Linked DNA regions of Sus scrofa: region 2 is linked to region 1. A link is a contact called in public Hi-C data. All regions are on one chromosome and are shown on one strand. Each heading gives the region's core, a stretch centred on a gene start, on an enhancer-like site or on the middle of the called end of the contact. The rest is flanking DNA. Distances are from core to core; before and after follow the strand shown.

The links. Hi-C and Micro-C count contacts between places; a contact is called where the count stands out from the background.
Region 2: a Hi-C map of epiblast stem cells shows a contact between it and region 1, with 2.7 times the contacts expected there. The contact joins the enhancer-like site here to the promoter of DAPK1 in region 1. A contact is called at or near these places in 1 of 5 promoter capture datasets (liver), 12 of 47 Hi-C or Micro-C datasets (alveolar macrophages, brain, embryonic fibroblasts and 8 more) and 1 of 2 datasets of contacts at active chromatin or transcription factors (alveolar macrophages).

What each region holds. Positions count from the first base shown.
Region 1 is chr10:27,950,225-27,957,571 of Sscrofa11.1, forward strand. It overlaps DAPK1 (death-associated protein kinase 1), which reads right to left and starts at 4,484. Exons shown (of 26, transcript XM_021064621.1): 1 at 4,377-4,484; 2 at 2,907-3,082. The coding sequence starts at 2,968. LOC106507907 (basic proline-rich protein-like) reads left to right here and starts at 3,435. Exons shown (of 2, transcript XM_021064271.1): 1 at 3,435-3,980; 2 at 6,857-7,347. The coding sequence starts at 3,435. The coding sequence ends at 6,985.
Region 2 is chr10:28,086,763-28,093,779 of Sscrofa11.1, forward strand. No RefSeq gene overlaps it. Among named protein-coding and RNA genes, the nearest start is that of TRNAD-GUC, 130 kb to the right of the region's middle. Within about 2 kb of position 4,004, at least 16 of the 83 cell types and tissues checked have an H3K27ac peak or open chromatin away from gene starts, as enhancers often do. A contact at or near this core is called in epiblast stem cells and omental adipose tissue, where this site is marked.

The DNA of each region.
Region 1 (7,347 bases), core at 3,234-5,733:
ATGACTGGACATTCACAAGAGCCATGAACTAAGCACCAGGCCTCTCATTTTATAGATGAAGATCCAGCGGGTCAGAGAAGGTAGGTGACTTCTTCACTTACAGGTTATAGAGCCAGCCAGTTGTAGAGTCAATTTTGGACCAGAATACCTGTCTGCTCTATCACTACTGCAAATAATCATAATACTTTTTAAGTTCTTTAGGATTGACAGAAAGCTTTTGACAGTAGTCCTGGGCAGGACACACACTAATATACATAGACAGACAGATAGACAGACAGACAGGCAGGCACACACACACTCTCACCCCCGTACATACATACTCTCTGTTTTTCTAAAAGTAAAGTAACAGCAGTAGCAATCATAATGCTATTTCCTACCTGTTGAAAAACCCACCTTCCCCTCCTGTAGCTACGGACTTTGACTCAGTACATTTACAAGGTAAGCGAGTAGCTGTTATTTAGATTGCCGCCAAAGATAGGTAGGGAAAGTCTTCTTTTTTGTTTTGGTCTTTTTAGGGCTGCATTCATGGCATGTGGAGATTCCCAGACTAGGGGTCCAATGGGAGCCATAGCCACCTACACCACAGCCAGAGCAACACGGATCCGAGCCACGTCTGCGACCTACACCACAGCTCACAGCAAGGCCAGATCCTTAACCCACTGAGCAAGGCCAGGGATGGAACCTGCATCCTCATGGATACTAGTCAGATTCCTTTGCCACTGAGCCATAACAGGAACTCTGATAGGGAAAGTCTTACATCCCAGATGTTGAATAGTTTATAACTCACTGCTTAGAACAACCTCACTTTTGTGTTAAATATCTGCCAATTTCTGTTTTCTGCCACTAAGCTCCTGCCTCCACATCCCATCTTGTCTCAGTGACACAGAGAGCAGCATCTTTCCTATTATGTCTATCTCATGTCAGGATTTGTTTTCAGGAAGGAGGTAATTCCCAGCAGACATAAAATGCATACGACTTGAGGAGGAAAAAAAAAAACCCCACCCATTACTGCATTTCTAAACAAAAGATCAAACAGACAGCATGCATTCTTTATTTTTAAAAATCTCCACCTCCCAGTTTTTCAGAGCACTTCTTTCAAACTCACAGGTCACCTACAATAAAGTATTCAATAAACAATCTGTCAATTAGTCTTGCACAGTCGGGGCAAAATTATACACAGAAACGTAGAACAAGCCAAAATCAAAGCAAAATACTAGTGACAAATGAGCCAACCACTTGTCATCGAAGAGGCAGAGGGCCTGTCATCACACCCACGAAATAAAGATCACAAACTCCCTCACTAGCCACAGGGAGGCCTCATTTTTTTTCTCTTCTCATAACACATAATTCTACCAAAAGATTTTCACGAAAATAAGGTCAACATATTTAATCTATAAAGCAATCATCTCACCTACTTTGAATCATCCTTCTTTAGGAGAGAATTTATATAATCAGGCCACACTACACAAACAGAATTAAAATATATTTTTTTCACCTTTTTCCCTTGCTACCAAAGGAAAACCACGCAGGAATAAAGTGACTTCATTCTAGGTAAACAAAGTATTTCAACCACATGCCCTTAAACCATAACCTTAAACATATCCAGGAAACATGACTTTTTAAAAATAATTCAATGAATTTTATTATATTTATAGTTGTACAACCAAAATATGACTTTTGAGAGCTCCCTTCATTTAGTCACTCAGTAAATCCCCAACATACAGTTAGCTCCTCTTAGGCATGAGCCCCCAATGACTTCAGGTCCATACTAAATGTGGACAGAAATATTCTGATACAGCAACTTTTAAAAAGTCACTTCCTTTCTGAACTATCACTTGAAAAATCATTTTAGTGAAAATCAACTTTCACAATTCTTGTTAGGTAATCTAGGGTGTGGGTGTTTCTGAATTTCCTTTTCATGGGAAAAAAAGGAAGCACTGAATCAGGGGACATCAGGGGTCTATGAAAAAAGATGTATTTTGATACACATGGAAATAAACACATACTTTTTTGTTTGCTTAAAGATCCTTTTATCTACTTGACTCACAACATAAATACGCTGCAGTCAAATTCCCAATGTTGAATTTAAATTTGGGTGTGGAATCTGGCTTTTCTGCTAAAGTTAGACCAGGGCACTACCTACCCTGTCAAATCCCTGGTGAAAGGGAAACCCATCCAGCCCTTGGAGGCCCCCAATGAAATCCTTCTTTGTTCACCTGGAACTGAAAGGCTTCACATTCAGAATCACAGCTCCCTCCCACAGCACTGGAAGTATGCTCTGAATCCAGATAGCCATATTAGACTCTCAATCAGGGATTTGTTAAAAATTTAACGTTGCGAATGAAACCAGAGCAACCACTGAGACCAACCACGTAATTAAATTCATGGTTCAAGGAAGTTTCAAAATCCAATTCAACATCTGACAAGTCTCCATGTGTGACCTACCTATACTTGTGCATATCACTCTTGAAAACTCAGAAAAAGGGCAAGTCTTAAGCTTTTAAAAATAAGCCTATTAATCAGTTTGTACTTCGTCTAAATCACACATAAGAGCGAACTCCAGCCGCAATTATATCTCAGCTTCTGCCTTATTCTGGCAGAAGGACCACGGCTGACAAGAGTTACTGCAGACAATTAAATCTCTTGTCCAGGAGTCTTGATCCATACACCCTGTGTCATAATCTAACACTGAAATCGCCCCTCCACCCCCCAGCCCCCAGGATTAGGTCGTTTATTTCTGGTCCCTGGTCGTCACTGGGTTAGTAACTCTTTTCTCTATAATTTGCGTGTCTCCTGGAAGGGCAAGGGAGACGCCTGATTTCAAACTGCATTTGTTTACCGCCCACTGCTTGCAATAACATGCATTCGCACAACCCAGAAGCGTGCGCTTCCGGCACCCCCAGTACCTGCCAAGTTCCTCGCCGGTGTCGTAGTAATCGTCCACGTTTTCCTGCCTGAACACCGTCATGATAAACTGTCACGCCTCACCAAAGCCCAGCGCACTTCAGCTCCGCTTCCCAAACCATCACCACCGCTCCTGCTCCTGCGCCTCCGTGGGCCCCTCATGCATGAGAGTCCCGTCCTTTAAAAAAAAAAAAAAAGGTAATAAGAATAACAAAATGACAACTCCCAAAGGAAGTACCTCTCCCCAGGGCTAAGACCCACTTGCTGAAGACCACCTCTCCGGAGCTGCCCCTCCCCTCCGGGTGGAGAGGAGCACTCTTTGTTAAACCCAAGCCAGGGACGCCCCCAGCCCCGCATCGCCCGCGCACGCGTGGGGCCGAGCACAACCGCACCCCAAGGTCCGCTTCCCCGAAAGCAAGGCGCTGGGCTAGGATCAAAATCGGCTCCGGAAGTGGCTGGCCTCCCCGCCTCCTCTTTCTCTGCACACACACGCCCACCCAGCTCCCCACCTCCAGGGGCGCCGCGGAAGAATGAAGCCCTCACCCGGGCGGAACACTGCTCGCTGGAAGCATCCCTCTCCTGCCTGCAGCGGCGGTGCAGCCCCCGCGCCACCTCTCGGCTCCCGCACCTCCCCGGCCACCTTCTCTCCTCCCTCGAGTCACGCAGTCCCCAGAGGCACATTCCTGGCGACTCCCGCTCCGTTACCCGGCCGACCCGGCTTGCGGCCGCCCGGGGGAGCAAGGGAGGGAAGGGAGCGGCCGAGGGAGGCGCGGCCGCCCGCTCCCGGTCCCCGCGCCTCGACACAAAGCGCCCGGCCCGCGCCACCTGTTTCCACCCGCCCCACGAGGCCGGGGGCCCCTCCCGACTGTGATCCCACTTCTCCCCGCAGTCAAGTTTACCCCGCCTCGGCCTTCCCGGTGGTCCAGGCGGCTGCCGGGGCAAACCCCGCCGCGCCGCGGCCGCGAAAGCAAAAGCAGGCGGCGGGGCCCGGGAGGAGCCGGAGAGCCGCGCGCGGCCACTCACCCGGGCGCCCGGGAGCTGCCCGGGTCCCTCCGGAGCGCTGTCCGAGGCCAACGGTAGGCGCCAGCGCCGGGAGCGAGCGGGGCGGCGGCGGGAGCGCAGGGAGGCAGCAAGTGAGGACGCTGATCCCGCGCGCGTCCGCCCGGCGTCGGCTCGGCTGAGCTCTCCCGCTCCAGCTGCAGAGCAGCCCTCGGCTCCTCGCCGCCTTCCGGGCGGAGGGCGGCCGGCAGGCGGCCAATGGGGGACCCCGCGGGCGGGCTGGCGACACGGCCCACCCACCTCCGAGCTGCCCGGCCCGGCCGTTGCTGCGGGTGCTGTGCTGCGCTGGCTGCTCCTCCCCGCTCGGGGCTCGCTGGCGCGCTCTACCGCGCACACCCCCGCACACACCCACTCACCCCGCACCCGCGTGGGGAGCGCAGCCATCGCGGCCGCGCGCACCGTGGGCGCCCCACCTGTGACACGCCGAGACCTGCCTCCTTTGGCGGGATTCCAGGGAAATGTCCTGCAAATGTGTCCTGAGCGCCTAGGGTGGGCCAGGCACTGTGCTCGGCACCAGGAAATCGCAGGGAGCGTAATAGGTTTAAAAAAATCCCTGCCCTCATGACACTTGCATTATGGTGGCGAAGCCAGACAATAAATATGTAAGCAAATAAACGAGATCACTTTAGATCCATTCTATGGAGACAAAATTGAAGGATAATGAGATAGAGAATGACAGAGCGGGAGTGGGCCACATTAGGTGGCGTTCCCCTCCTGGACAGGGCTTTTGAGCTGGGATTTGAACTATAAGAAGGTATGAGGAGTTCCCGCCTTGGCACAACTGGATCAGCGGCATCTTGGGAAGAACGCAGGTTCGATTCCCCCATAGGCCGGTACAGCGGGTTAAGGATCCAGTGTTGCAGCGGCTGCAGTTAAGGCCACGTCTATGGCTCGGATCTGACTCCTGGCCTGGGAACTTCAGATGTACAGGGTGGCCAAAAAATGAAAAAAATAAAAATAAAAAAGAAGGTATGAAACCAGAGAAGAAAGGTTTTAGGTCTCAGAGGCCCAAGGAAGCAGCAGAAATGAAAGGTCTATGCGTGCTGTCCAATATGGTATTGAGTACAGATGACTTGACATGTGGTTAGTCCCAAATGAAGAGTCCAAGAAGGGTGAAATACACATGGGATTCCAAGACTTGAATATTTTTTATATTAAATGCATGTTCAAATGATAATATTTGGGATGTGTTGGGTTAAACAAAAGCTATTATCAAAATTAATTTCACCTTTTCCTTTTTAAAATACAGATACTAGAAAATATGAGTACCTGTGTGGTTTGCAGTTCTATTTCAGTGGGCTGTGCTGCTCTACACAGAGACCCCATGTCTACTGGAGACCCTTATCCATACTCTCTGCTTCTTCTTTTTTTTTTTTTTTTTTTTGTCTATTTAGGGCCGAACCCATGGCATATGGAGGTTCCCAGGCTAGGGGTCCAATCAGAACCATAGCCACCAGAGCCACAGCAATGCAGGATCCAAGCCATGCCTTCAACCTACACCACAGCTCAGGGCAATGCCAGATCCTTAACCTACTGAGCGAGGCCAGGGATTGAACTCATGTCCTCATGGATGCTAGTCCAGTTCGCTAACTGCGGAGCCACAACGGGAACTCCTTCTTATCTTTTTTTTTTTTTTTCCCCTTTCCATACACTCTACTTCTTACCCCATGCCTCCACCAAGCCCTGGAGTAGGGGGAACAGAAAGGATATTTCCCATAGGAACTGCTGGGGAATCACTAAAACTGAAAAGCTCCTTCAGAGAACTGAGAATTACTAAAACTTTGTAAACCCTCTGAGATTTCAGAGCCATGTCATGGTTCAAATTTCCAGATTTTCTAAAATGAGATGGTTTACACTCTCTTTAGGTCAACAAAAATTTTTGAAGGGGGCGGGGAATGCCCATCAGCTCTTATGCTTTATGTCAGACCTTCCTCTTTAAAGAACAGTTCATTCAATGGCCCAAAGGAAGGGCATGCGTTCATGATGATGGAATCAAGATTCCAAATTGGGAAATTGATAAGTGGTTCGTTTGAGAGTTGATACAAAAGGATCTGAAGAGGTGAGAAATGCAGTCAAAAATAATAACAAAAAAAAATGATTCATCTGGGGGAAATGCAACTGAATACATCTGTTGGAGGGAAACAGATTCTTGGAAAATTCGAAAATGCTGATGGATGACTGCTTTAAGGGTAATATTTTTCCTGTGAAATAAATGTGTGTTTTCCAAGACAATGAGAAGGACTGGCTCCGTTTGGGGACTAGCATGTTTTTTTTTTTTTTTTTTTTTTGGTCTTTTTGCCATTTCTTGGGCTGCTCCCGCAGCATATGGAGGTTCACAGGCCAGGGGTCTAATTGGAGCTGTAGCCGCTGGCCTACACCAGAGCCACAGCAACGCGAGATCCTTAACCCACTGAGCAAGGCCAGGGATCAAACCTACAACCTCATGGTTCCTAGTTGATTCGTTAACCACTGAGCTACGACGGGAACTCCCTAGCATGTCTTTTCTACATGCTGATCACAGGAGAGCTTCTACAGTAGCAAAAAAGTGCAGGCAGGGCTTGGGAGTCACAAAATTGGATCCAGTATGGGTGGAACCATTCAACCCTAGCTGTGAATGACCCTGGCTGGGTCCCTTTCCTCTGAGTTTCACATCTGCCCTAATTTAGGCAAGCATTTTAGAGAGGGAAATGTGCCCAGACATTCAATGAAGATGCAGAGTCTAATTCTCCCCATGAATACGAGTTGGCATGAGTGGCTTGATTCTAAGAAACTGTACAAGTGATGCGGTGTAACATCCTTCTAAGGTTTGGCCATAAGGTGTTAGAGCTTCTGCCTGCTTAAAACTCTCTCTTGCTCACTCTCTTGCTCTTGCTCTCTCCACTCACTCTGGAAGCCTTCAGCTGCCATGGTTACCCTGGGGCTGCCATGTGGAGAGACCACAGAGAGAAGCCCAAGGAAGCCAGCTGTTCCAGCCCCACCCCCACCCCCAGCTATTCGTGTCTTCACAGCCCAAGTTCTGTGAGTAGCATAAATGATTGGTACTGTTTTAAGTCACTATCTTGGGGTGGTTTATTAGAGGCAATAGATAACTCATAAGAAAACCTAACTCAATGTGTACCACATGCCAGGCAGATGAAATTATCTCTTGCTTAATCTTCAAACAACTCTGTAAATCAGTTGTTTTTTTCCACTTTATACTACACCTTCTTCGTCTCAGTTCCACCACCTGCCAAATGAGGAAGATAATAGACCCGGTGTATTCCTCAGAGTTGCTGGGAGATTCAATAGAGATAATGCATGAAACAGGACCTTGTACATTGTAAGAGACACCAGAATGTTGATATTACATTTTCTGTCATGTTCCAAGCAAGAAGAACTTTGAAA
Region 2 (7,017 bases), core at 2,754-5,253, 140 kb after region 1:
TGCATGTTCGCGAAGGGACTTGGGTGCTGGACAGGTAGGTCCAAGCTTTAGTTGATTGAAGCCACGAGGGTCCGAAAAGGTCAATATCATCCATCCTCCCTCCGGTTCAAGTGATCAAGGGCCTCAGACTATTCTTTACTATTGGAAAACTGGACGTCTTTGCAACTCTTTCGTATTATTACTTTTCTTGCCATTTTATTTATTTTTTATTTTTTAATTGTTATTTCCCAGTACAATTTTTTTTCTACTGTACAGCATGATGACCCAGTTATACATACATGTACACATTCTTTTTTTCTGACATTATCATGCTCCATCCTAAGTGACTAGACATAGTTCCCAGTGCTACACAGCAGGATCTCATTGTCTCTTGCCATTTTAATTTATTATTATTATTTTTCTTTGTAGGGCCACCCCTGTGGTGTATGGAAGTTTCCAGGCTAGGGGTCGAATTGGAACTGCAGCACTGGCCTACACCACAGCCACAGCAATGCAGGATCTGAGCCGCCTCTGTGACTTACACCACAGCTCATGGCAGCGCCGGATCCTTAACCCACTGAGCGAGGCCAGGGATTGAACCCACAACCTCATGGTTCCTAGTCGGATTCATTTCCGCCGCACCACAATGGGAACGCCAACGAGTCTGGTTTTCTTAGAGCGTTAAAAGAATAGGACTCAGCCCTCCTCTTGAGCAACACCAGAGCTCCCTTGCCCCCATCTTAGAGTGGCTCTTGGTCCTCCTTTCAATTTCTTGATTTGTTCTAAGATGCTCGGGATTTTCCTGTCAAGTTCCCAGGAATTTCCAGCAGAGGGAGAAAATAGAGCTTTCCAGGAGTTCCCTGAGGGAAAATCATCTGACCCTGACTTTAGCTTTTGGAAGATGACCTGAGATAAATCAAAGAAAGGCTTAGCAATATGGACCCAATGTTGAGGTATAAACAGGCATTTCTGAACCGTGGTTCCATCTTGCCTGATAAACAATCTTTAAATATCCAGAATAATTACTCAACTGTCTCCAGGAAGACAGCAGGACCATGGTGGGGGTGGGGTGGGGTGGGGGGGTTGGATGGGGGGTGGGGCTGTGGGGGTGGGGGAGGGTGGGGTGGGAAGGTGGGAGGTGGTTCTGCAATTAGCTGGCATGGGTTTGAATCGCAGGCTCTTCCCTTCTAGTGGCGAGTTTGGGGCAAGTTACTTTACCTCACTGAGCCTCAGTGTTCTCATCTGTAAAAAGGGAAGAATATTCTTACCCATCTCCTTCACCATGCTGACGGCTGATCACAATAATCGCTGTACCTGGCTTATTGTGAGGGAATAACATGATGCTGTAACATATGTGGGGATCAAATCCTTGTCTACCATGAAACTCCAAAATCTTGACTTCTATTATTTTTTTTTCCTTTTTTTTTTTTTTTTTTTTTTTTTTTTTAGGGCTGCACCTGCAGCATATGGAGGTTCCCAGGCTAGGGGTTGAATCAGAGCTGCAGCTGCTGGTCTACACCATAGCCACAGTGATGCAGGACCTGAGCCGTGTCTGCCACCTACACCACAGCTCATGGCAACGCCGGATCCGTAACCCACTGAGTGAGGCCAGGGATTGAACCTGCGTCCTCATGATTACAAGTCAGATTTGTTTCTGCTGAGCCATGATGGGATCTCCTTGATTTCTATTATTAGTAGTATTAATTTTGTGTATTTTAGTTTATTTTTGGCCTCACTGAGGCATGTAGAAGTTCCCTGGCCAGGGATCAAACCTGTGCCACAGCAGTGACCTGAGTCACAGCAAGGACAACACCAGATCCTTAACCACTAGGCCACCAGGGAACTCCTTGACTTTTGTTTATTTCTTTTTAAAAATGTATTGATTTTTGGAGTTCCCATTGTGGCTCAGTGGGTTAAGAATCTGACCAGTAGGAGTTCCCATCATGGTTCAGCGGAAATGAGTCCGACTAGAATCCATGAGGATGCAGGTTCGAACTCTGGTCTTGTTCAGTGGGTTAAGCATCCGGCATTGCTGTGGCTGTGGTGGAGGTTGCAGACACAGCTGGAATCCCGAGTTGCTATGGCTGTGGCTGTGATGGGCAGGTACAGCAATGATTCAACCCCAAACTGTGGAACTCCATGTGCCATGGGTGTGGCCCTAAAAAGACCAAAAAAAAAAAAAAAAAAAAAAAAAAAAGAATCTGACTAGTACCCATTAGGATGCTGGTTTGATCCCTGGCCCAGATCAGTGGGTTAAGGATCTGGTGTTGCTGTGAACGGTGGTGCAGGTCGCAGACATGGCTCGGATCTGGTGTGGCTGTGGCTGTGGTGGAGGCCAGCAATTGCAGCTCCAGTGCGACCACTAGCCTGAAAACTTCCATATGAAGCCTTAAAAAGAAAAAACAAGAAAAAAAGAGAAAAAGAAAAATGGATATGAAGTAAGGAGGCGGGCGTGGGGTGGGATCTGAGTCATGGCTGCCCTGCCTGGTGCTGTTGCCCTTCTTCTCTGGGACCACAGGTGATGGGAACGGCAAAGGAAGGTGAAATTAAGAAAATTAAGGAATGTATGTGCCGGCTCTAAAAGTACTTTGCTTCACAGCCGGATCTCCTATTTTTGCAGGGTGCATGGGGTTTTTTCATTCAGGCTTTGTTCTTTTAGGAAGGTACTGGGGGTGAGGGGGCCGGACGTGGGGGTGTCATTCGTGAACCATAAAGAAAGAAAACTGGAGTTTGGGGCAACAATGGAGAAGCTCTTGGAGTAAATTTTTGTCATAAAAATAAAGAAAATACTGGCTGAATTTTTTTTTTTTTTTTTTTTTGTCTTTTTCTAGGGCCACACCCATGGAGGTTCCCAGGCTAGGGGTCCAATTGGAGCTGTAGCTGCTGGCCTACGCCAGAGCCACAGCAATGGGGGATCCAAGCCACATCTGTGACCTACACCACAGCTCACGGCCATGCCAGATCCTTAACCCACTGAGTGAGGCCAGGGATCGAACCCTCAACCTCATGGTTCCTAGTCGGATGGTTAACCACTGCGCCACGATGGGAACTCCTGAATTATTTTCTTCCTCAAGGCTAAGATAGAACAAGGTGTGGAGAGACTGCTTCTGATGGGCCTGTAAAATCATGTGAGCGAAATTTTGGATGACTAGCTCAACATTGCTCTCTTAAATTTTCTTTTTTTACTTTTTAGGGCTGCACCCTCAGCATATGGATGTTGGCAGGGCAAGAGTGGAACTGGAGCTGCAGCTGTCGGCCTACACCACAGCCACAGCAATGAGGGATCCGATCCATGTCTGTGACCTACACCAGAGCTCACGGCAATGCGGGATCCTTAACCCACTGAGCAAGGCCAGGGATTGAAGCCGCATCCCCCTGGTTACTAGTCAGATTCATTTCTGCTGAGCCACATCGGGAACTCCTACATTTCCTAATATTTTTAAAATTAAAGTTAACTGAGGACAGTTGTGCTTTCGGTAATATCAGAATCTACAAGCTTCGTTCAACTCTACCCCATCCCGAATAGCTGCAAGTATATATTTTCTCCTTCTAACTATGCTTTCGATCTCCATTCTGATTATTGCAAGTTATGCAAATCAAGCTGGAGAAAAGATTTAATTCAATCAACTATGGGTCGGCTTACCCTCATTTGAATATTAGCTGTCGTCTATATGTAAATGACTAGGCAGAGAAGGAAACTTGTTGCTCTACCCCGTGACCAATCCAGATGGATTGTGCCAGATCTCAAGGTCAGGTTCAAAGTCAAATTGCTTGTGGGAGGTTTTCTGTGGGCCCGGGAGCAGGATGCTCCACTTTCCAGGTCTGTGCTGGGGCTGACTCTAAAAGAGGGCTGATTTTTTTCGACACTGTCAGCAAGACTTCCATCTTGTCCATTATTTGTGATGTGAAAGAGAGATGGAGGGAGAGACAGAGGGATTGTTTCTCTAGGCTGAGAAATCTCCATTCACTCAAACGCAGCTGCATTCTTCACATACCAGGTCCAGGAAGGCAGCTAAGGTATCCATTCCCAGAGGACAAGTAGGACAGGAGGCTGTCTGGAGCGGTGAGCAAGCTCAGAGGAGAGAGATTCTCTCCAAATCTCACAAAGGGCAAGAACAGAGAAATTATCTGCAGAGACTGAGTCTTTAGCCCAAGGTGGGGGGTGGGGGTAGTGAAAGAGGGAAGGGAGCAGAGGACAAGCTAAGAAAGAAGGGGAGTTCCCACTGCAGCTCAGTGGGTTAAGAACCTGACTGGTATCCATGAGGATTTGAGTTCCATCCCTGGCCTCACTCAGTGGGTTAAGGGGTCTGGCTTTACTGCAAGCAAAAATAAAACAAAGAAAGAAGCCTCCTCAGGGCCACAAGCAAAACATTGTCTCTTTGAAGTACTAACCCTGCTTTTAGGTTGTGGAGGAAGGACAGAGAGGGGAAGGCTGGGTTATAAACATGCTATTTGTTTATCACGAAGGTGCTAAATCAGTTTCCAGGCACCGATGTTGTTTCGCTTTAGAAATCTAGAGATGTGTTCTTCCTGGAAGGCTGACCAAATCCGAGAGTAGATTCGTCCTCTTCCTCTTCTATTTTTTTTCCCCCCTCCCACTAAACTGGGTCAGGGAGAGAGTTTCATATTTGTGTTGTTGTTGTTACACTGCCAGCTCAGGAGTAAGATGATTGGCTGAGACTTAGAGCTTAACAATTAACGTTAAATACAGGCAGCTGGCTGGGGTTTGATTAAAAGCCACAATCAAGAAATCTGGCAATCTGGAATTTCGTGATGGCTGAAGTCTGTTTTTTTTTTTTTTTTTTTTTAACCCCATCTGCACAATCGCTAGTCTTTCAGGGCCTTTTGCTTTACTGATACATTCATTTTTGATGTTTAAAAAATTGGCAGAAGGCGCTCCTCATTCAGAAGGACCATCCGCACCTGCACTCCTCTTTGGGGTGTGCTTCACTGTCTTGCTTCTGTCTTAAATAAAAAGCTATTTCTTTGTGTCTCCCTGGCCCCCCAAAAGGCAGAAATCCTCTGAAGTCATGCAAGATTCCTTGATTCTGAAACAGCTGAGGAGTGCTCTGTTGCTGCCCATGTGATTTGGAGTTTCTGCTCCATTTGATGAAAACGAACACTGAAGACACAGGTCAGTTTGTTAGCACAACGTTTAATTTGTCTTTTTTTCTCCTACTCAATTAATTGCTCATAAATGGGAAAACAAAACATCTCAACCCCCTTCCACTGGCCGGGCTGTTCTGCAGGCTGTATTTCGTTGTTTCTAGCGCCACCTTGTGGACGACACCTACATTTACACTACGTATGGCGGTCAAGAATGGATTCATGTTAATACATTGTCCATGTAACTTCTTGGTGATGAAATCTAAATATAATGATCACTTAGTTTCTATTAGAGAAATATTTAAGAAAATATATTATAATAGGAAATACTAATTGTGGTGAATATGGAAATTGTGCACCACTGTGAAATATATGAAGCCTATATAGTTTGGGGTCTGTGTACCTTTTCAAATCATGGTTTTCTCCAGATATATACCCAAGAGTGGGATTGTTGGATCATATGGTAGATATATATTTAGTTTTGTAAAGAACCTCCATTCTGTTTTCCATAATAGTTGCACCAACTTACATTCCCACCAGTGGTGTAGGAGGGTCCCCTTTTCTTCACACCCTCTCCGGCATTTATTGTTTGTAGGCTTTTTGATGATAGCATTCTGACTGGTATAAGGTGGCACCTCATTGTGGTTTTGACTTGCATTTCTCTAATAGTTGGTGATGTTAAAAATCTTTTCATGTGCCTATTGGTCATCTGTCTGTCCTCTTTGGATAAATGTCTATTTAGATCTGCCCTTTTTTTTTTTTTTTTTTTTCTTTTTAGAGCTGCATCCACAACATATGGAGGTTACCAAGCTAGGGGTTGAATCAGAGCTACAGCTACCAGCCTACACCACAGCCACAGCAATGCCAGATCCTTAACCCAGTGAGCGAGGCCAGGGATCAAACCTGCAGCCTCATGGTTCCTAGTTGGATTCGTTTCCGCTGCGCCATGACGGGAACTCCTTGTGCGCATTTTTTTTTTGATTGGGCTTTTTTTTTTTTTTTTGAGATGTTTGTATATTTTGGAGATTAATCCCTTGTTGGTTGCTTTGTTTGCAAAGATTTTCTCCCATTCTGTGGGTTGTCTTGTACAACTTGCCTTCTTTATCCTATGACTTATAGCAAAGCTGTAGAATCAATTTTGGCAAGCGTGACTTAGACACTTACAGAATTGTCAAAACTGTCATATTTGTAGGCACTCAAAAGTACAATTTTTGTAGTCAAAGCTGAACATTAACTTTTTTGTGTGTGTGCATTTTTGATATAATTATTCCAGTTCCTTGTAGAGGCAAATGGATGTTTCTGGCAGAATGGGGGAAGAAATGAAACCAGAAAAGCACATCAATATCCTTCAATAAACTATTGCCTTCATTTCATTGTCATTAGTTCTAAAAACGCAAAATCTCGTAGTTTGAGGAAAAACTTGGAAAGCAAGATGCAGCATCTATATTATGTCTTCTTAATGTTTCTTTCCTGATTTGACCAAACTCAGACTGGTTGCTATTTGATTTTACATTAACAATCTCCTTAGGTGGAGGTAGAAGCAACAAGATAGGAGAAGCTGGTGCATTTTAATTGGGACCCGATTTACCATCACAAAGAGGTGAGTTAGGTATAGACGGTGGGTTTTCTTGCCAATCCAGTCCCTACACCAAAGCAGTGTTAGCCCTCTAAACAAAACCACCTTTATTATTTATTCCTTTTAAAAACCTTCAAGGTGGAGTTCCCATCGTGGATCAGCGGCAACAAACCCAACTAGTATCCATGAGGACTCGGGTTCGATCTCTGGTCTCGCTCAGTGCACTGAGGATCCAGTGTTGCTGCGAGCTGTGGTGTGTAGATCGCAGACTTGGCTTGGATCCTGAGTTGCTGTGGCTGTGGTATAGACTGGTAGCTACAGCTCTGATTAGATCCCTAGTCTGGGAACTTCCATAT